Regions from separate parts of the Larimichthys crocea genome. Here region 1 is linked to region 2. The links are chromatin contacts, called in public Hi-C maps. All regions are on one chromosome and are shown on one strand. The core of a region is the stretch at or near the end of the contact, and the rest is flanking DNA. Distances in the headings are between cores, read along the strand shown.

Region 1 (3,411 bases), core at 642-3,141, 240 kb before region 2:
GGTATTGTGTTCTCTACTTACTCTGTCTTTCACTCATTTGAGAGTTCTCTCCTGCTCATTATCTTAACAGCTTCTCCAGAAGTCCTCGCCCTTTCATTACATGTTGAATGCTACAGCCCCCAGCAGCAAGGGAAAAAACACCGTATGAAAGCCATCCGTCCCCCTTTGGGAATCAAGAGGAGCCCCTATTCATTTGGTTAATTACCTAATTAACAGAAAGCTAATTACTTTGTTGTGTGCACGTGTATGTGTGGAGAGGCTGTTACGTAAGCGATAGTGATCCTCAATTAATTTGTTAACTACAGTCCATCAAGTCAGGGCTTTAATCCACAGAACACATCACCAGCGTGACACCAACTAAACATGATAATAAATTCAGGGCCAGGCATGTGGCCGCTGGGCTCCGCTGAGCTCGCAGATCCGGTATTGACATGCAGATCAAGACCCTCTGTAGAATTAGAAAGCTTAGATCGTGTGTTAGATTGTGTCTTCCTAACACTGTACATACATTGGATATGTTCTCATTAATTACACCAGACAATCATGTTTACAACTTAAAAAAAAAGAAACTGCAGTAATCCTATCAAAGAGTGTCGGATTGGCTCGATATACAAATCAATCACAGACATTCAAAAGCCAGATAAGATTGTTGTCAAGGTCAAATCTTTCATGTCAAGAATGTTTTGTTGCTTTTGTGTTTGCATGATTTTTTATCATACATTTTAATTATGAAGTTCTTTCAGTTCTGTTTTGCATGTATCCATGTGTGTGTGTGTGTGCGTGTGTGTGTGTGTTGCATGCCCTCGTTCATATATTTAAACCAGCCAAATGACTCAGAGAACATCTTTGTGTATATGTGGTTTCGTGGGACCTGAGGTCATTAAAGACAACATCCTGGTTGCAGATTGTGTACCTTCAACATATACACTGCGTCTTTAAAGTGAGAATATGGCTTGTTTATAGCTCGCCAACTTATTGCTATATCACTATTTTCTGCATATAGCATAAGTAATATGTGAACATTACTATGATAAATGGTGTACATAATACAAATTTAAGCTTAAAGGCATTTAGAGACCTGAGGCCATGTTACAGCAGGTCTAGTAATGTCCTGTTTTTAACAATTCTCCTATGTCAAAATGATTGTTTAAATCTACCCCTCTGAAATGTTTATGGTGCTTTTAAGGACTGAAGCTAGGCAGTGTTTTTTTTCTTCTTTTTTGTTTGTTTGTGTTTTTCTTCTCTGTATGTAGGTAACAGGAAGTAGAAGGTAACGTGCTTTCCTGTTTCCTCATTTTGTGTAACTGTGTGTTAGTATGAATTAACACACAGACAAAAGCATGAAGAAGTTTCTTAAGCTTATGTCGGTGTGGCGTTGACACTGAAAATGAATACGTGCCTGATTATATTTCTGTGTACGTGATCAATCACACATTCAGAAGCAGATTTGGAGCCTGACCTTTCACCTCTGTGTGTAATGCAAACATTTTGCTGTAATTGCGATTTGGTGCCAGTCACTGAGGCAAAGTGCACATACGCTGAAGGTTTAATGACATTACAGAGGAAATATAGGTAATAAATAGTCCAAAGACACAACAGAGGGTTGAGAATATTGAGCACAATCCTTATAAATGTACATACTACAGATGAAGTGGTTATTCTGTTGAAAGTAATCATTTTTCTTGTTACTGGGCATGGTCAGAGGGTGGCGCTCTCTACTAAGAAAAAGACTTTGCTCGCAGGGTCCATCAGCAGCATTCCTCCCAGATGCAGCCATGATAAATGTAATGTCGTTCACAGCAAAATGAGCCGTGCCTCTCAGACCTTGATCAAGGACAAAAAAACGACTTAAAATATTTTCTCTTGAGGTTAAATTAATGTTGCTTTACAATGAGTGTTAACTGGACTGTTGAACTGGCCCGTGATAATTCTCATCTTCAGGGGGGCAAGTGACAGATTTTAATTACTGTCATAATGCTTTTTTCTTTCTTTCTTTTTGCACTTCTTCTGACGGAGATGTTGAGGGAAAACTTTTTCAAACCACAAAAAAGGGAGCAGAGATTCTTTAATAACTTTAAATGTAGATGCAGCCCCCTTCCCCCCTTGAAATATTATGAAGAATGTCAGAACCACAGCAAACTGAAGGAGCCTGCACTCCGGTTATCCACACTGTCATTTTTGAAAAACCATAATACCACCCCTGTTAATAGTTAAAACTCCTCACAGTTGAGATTAAAACATCTTTGATGATTATGCCAAAGCATTTCATTTTTTTCTTTCTCTCTCTCTCTCTCTCTCTTTTTTTTTAGTGAAAGGCTGTGGAACAGTCATGATAAATCTCAGATCCAAAAAAGGAGATTTTTCTGAAATAATAAGTTCATTCTGCCTCACTTGTAATTAGTCAGCTCAGACATTTTAGCTTTTCTGACAGCCCCCTCTCCCCTGTCATACTTTCAGCTAAAACTAATGCATATCATTACATTTCCCCATAGAAAGGACCTACTAAGTGCTACTAAGTGCTACTGAATTGTACTTGTGACTGTGATGTTTCTGTGAAGGATCCGCGATGCAATGAACGTTGTTTACGTTAAAAGCAGGTGGATATGACGTCACGGACGGACGGACGGAACATCAAAACAACAACACATCCAAATCCGCGATTCTTCCTTTTTTTTTTTTTTTCCTCCTTCTTCTCAAAAAAAAAAAAAACCTAATAACAACATTAAGAAAAAGGGAGCTCGCGCCTTTCCCCCCGCGAGGCAGACAGCGACCCCGAGCGAGTGTGAAACTCTCCACATTTTGCCCCTTTTTTTCGACGCCCTCGGTAAGATTATCTCTTTCTCCTTGTAGTTAAGTTTGTTAGTTAGACCACCAGAGGCGGAGTAGTATACACACGGTTTGTTGTCGCATGCGTTTCTCGGTACACAAGCTCGCGTGCACGGGTGTTCGTTATCTCACACTGGTCTGAATCGGTACCCCTCCGCGTGCGCCTGTTTTAGCTGCTGTAAAGCGTTTTTCCATTCGGGTAAGTTTCACTATTATCATGATGTGAACATTAGCTTTGTTGTATCGTAAATAGATACCTGCTGCTGCTGTTGCTGCTGCCGCTGCTGCTGCTGCTGCTGCACTCTAATACACACACGCACACACACACACACACACAGCACACACACGAGTTTGTCTTCGGGGCTTGTTTTCTGCTGTTTTCTAGCATTCTCGCAATTAGCGAAATAAACAAACAAACAAAACACCTGTGTTGTTATCACGAAGGCGGGCTGCTCGCGCTGTTTAACGTCTCTGTTACGAGCCGCTGTTACGGGAGTCTTATTTTGTAACTATGCTACGAGTTGTTGTATCCTCTACTTTTTTTTTTTTTTTTTTTTTTTTTGGAAAGTTGGGTTTCTAACTTAG
Region 2 (3,379 bases), core at 820-3,319:
CGGGAAGTCCTTCAGCCATTGACAGTGCACCGTAGCCGGTGAACATCCCAATCTCCAGGACCCTCTTAGATTGACTCATGTGAATCAGCATCTTCAGGGTCTGACCTGCCAAAAACACAGCAGAGAGCAAGTTGTTATGATATGGTAAACCAGAAAATATGATATAACAATGATCTGTACACATCCAACCTTCAATATGTCCAGTGATGCACTCTTTGGGAAGCCGGAACATGGTTTTGCCCTCCTTGTGCACTTGATCCCAGTCGTGGGAAATCGTTTTTCTACAGTTAAATATGAATGAACAAATGTATGTCACACAGGAAGTACTTTGGACTATGGATGGTGACATGTAAGAAACCAAGACATACTTATAAAGCTCTGCCAGAGGTTCACTTTCCTGCGTGGTCATTTTCTCCAAGTAGTCATCCAGGCCGCTGGCTATGTCCAGAGCCTTCTGCAAGTGACTCATCAACTCTTTTGGCACATTGCTACTTGCTGTGGCTATCTCTTTGGCTTTTGTTAGGAGATCCACGAGGACCTCCACAGGGGTGTCAGGAACTGAGGGGAAAAGATGATGAAATGTTACTTTAGTAATTAACTACTCCACTACTCTTTCCTTTCCATGCAATGTGATGTAGCACCATGTACCAAAGCAATGCAAATGCCTTGAATGTGAAATCCTGCTTGGCAATAAATCTGTTTCTGATTACGATTGTCACAAGAGACAAAGGAAAGCAGGAAACTAAACAATTTACAAGCTTCGCCAAAGTCATTTCTTTGCATTTTTGCTCAACAAAAACAATATGAGTCAATATCAAAGATGTTACTGATTAATATAATTGATTGTCCATTGACTGATAGATTAAGTGAGTGATGTCTTTGGCCCTAATATGACTTACCATTAAAACGTCAAAATATTTACTGATGATATATATTATTACAGAATTGACTTTTATGCTTCTTAATAGTGAACTCATGTTGACGTTACTGAATAATGTATACATACTTATATTATATTATTGAACTCTTTTATTCCTTCATTGAAAGACCACAAACCACGCCACAGGCAACCCGGTGTTTCAGTTTAACAAGCGACCCTGTTAACTGGTGACCTTCAGCCTGTTGAAAACAGGAAAAGCTGTCCTCGTGAATGCCTCTTTGTTTGTTTGTTTTTTTATTACAATGTCAAGAAAAAAAACAAAGTTTTCTCTTCCTGTAGAAGTCTCTAATAATTTGTGTAATGAACCCTTACTTTAAGTATATTTAATTTACTATGTACATGTACTGTTATTTTTGTATTAGAGCACACTTGAATCTGTTTCCATTGGTTTGAACAAACAAGAATTAATAATCCGACCAGAGACTGTATGCTACTGAAGTGTTCTAAACAAGGTTAAAAATAACACCAGACAGCAACAGTTTGGCATCTTATTCAAACCCATGTGCATTCACATATGAGCCAATTAACTCAATTAAGTTTCTGTACGCAGTCAAACATACCGTTATACCATTAATCTTTATATTTTGAGACCCTGTAAGCACAACAGACGGCTCATGAAAGGTGACAGGCTGACCTGGTTGTCTGTCCTGTTTTCCAGTGATGGCAGGCTGTAAATGTATACGGTATTTTTTTTTACGGTATTTTTTTGTTTTATATTGTGGTTTCGTTCACTTTACAACATAAGCAACGTTTAAAACACGACTATGATAGGTTCACTCAAACAAGACTCCAAAAAACAATCGTTTAAAAAATAAATAAATCTATTGTTAATTCAACTCTGCGCCAAAAAACAGGGTCGCTCTTTGAACCGTAACACCGGCTGCCTGCGGCGACATAGGGCGGACATGAGGCTCAGAAACGCGCTGCCGAGTTTGGTTCGTGAAGTTAAGATATTTAGTGTGACCGGACAGAAGCAACAGTCTTACCTTTTTCGGCCAGCATGCTTCCAGATTTACTGGCGGTCAGCCACAGTGGTGATACCACTTGGATATGAGCTGGTGGAGTTGCTGTTATGTCACTGCAACTATGCCCAGTTGTTGAGGAGGAGGAGGATTGACTGGTCGCTCACACACACACACACACACACACACACACACACACACACACACACACACACACACACACACACACACACACACACACACCAGGCAAAAAATATCCAACAGCAGGTGGCACGTGGTGACTCCATGATGACTGATCTTCAGAACTCTTAGTTGGAGAGAAATTCATTGAAATGAACAAAAAAAGAACCAAAACTGACATACAACTTTTTAGACATAAAATTATTAATGGCTGCATTCCATCCAGCTGTGCCAGCTATGTGCTTCTGCTTCTGTGATTTTCTGCATGTGTCTACTGTGAAAAAAGTCCACTGAGAGTGAATGCGATGAAAACTTCTGAATATTTTCCTTCACACAATTTTGTCTCTCAAGAGCAGCTAACTGTTCAATTTGTAACATGCATGCCTGAAGATGAATTATGTATTCATTCATCTATTGGTGACTGCAGGGCAAGCTGTAAACACTACACTTTTTTACACATTTTGTCACACATGTTAGCAAACACTTGCTTATTTGTATCCTGGACAGGCAGTGCACAGTTTGTTTCAGCTTCACAACAAAGCAAAGCAATGATCAAAATTTTCCGTCAAGCTGATTCACATGACAGTATGTGATCATTTTCTATATGTTTGTTTCTGTGAGAAACATCTTTCATGGTACACGTTTGACTGATTGTTATAAAGAGTCTCCAGTAGTGTAGCTTTAGTCAGGAGACTTTGAGAATGTTCACATCTGTTAGGGCAGACGGGGACAGGCTGGGTATGATAGGCAATAGATCGTTTATTAAACTTTTGGTGGCCTTGTTCTCCTTACTAATCATACTGGGTCAAAGAGAGCTGTAGTTATGTCTGGCTGCTCTCTGTATTTTCATGTAACATTCCATTGAAGGCTGTGCTAAAAACCAAGCACTGGTGCACCAGCTGTGTCCACGTAATGTGTATTAAATACATTTATAATGATTCATGGTCATGATTTATTTTAATAACTGTTGTCTAATACTTTCTTCATGCTCCCCATACCTTGATATAGAAGACGTAGACATCATTTTGTTCAGCATGATGATTAGACCATCACCTCCTCTCCCTGCATGGGAAAGGAGGTGATGGGTGAGAGCTCATCTTCCATTTCTTGTTTGTGTTATGCAAATTTCAGTGGCTCAGTGATATCAAGTCCTTTTTAAAGCTAGTGAAGATGAAATACATAGTGAGAGCTAATTCTTGTTCTTCAACTCTTTGTCCCCTGACGGATGGACCTTTAAATAGTCTAAATAAACCTTAAAATAAGTATGGCTAGTTTTTCTTCTAATAAACTGGGATGC

The links. A called contact is a pair of places that touch in the nucleus more often than the background predicts.
Region 1: a Hi-C map of muscle shows a contact between it and region 2, with 6 times the contacts expected there. The contact joins the promoter of foxp1b here to the promoter of zgc:113054 in region 2. A contact is called at or near these places in 5 of 7 Hi-C or Micro-C datasets (all in muscle).

Annotation. Positions count from the first base shown.
Region 1 is chrI:15,451,016-15,454,426 of L_crocea_2.0, reverse strand. foxp1b (forkhead box P1b) reads left to right here and starts at 1,891. Exons shown (of 20, transcript XM_019267268.2): 1 at 1,891-3,025.
Region 2 is chrI:15,208,790-15,212,168 of L_crocea_2.0, reverse strand. zgc:113054 (general stress protein 39) reads right to left here and starts at 2,069. Exons shown (of 11, transcript XM_010734955.3): 1 at 1,927-2,069; 2 at 369-558; 3 at 190-281; 4 at 1-105. The coding sequence starts at 1,942.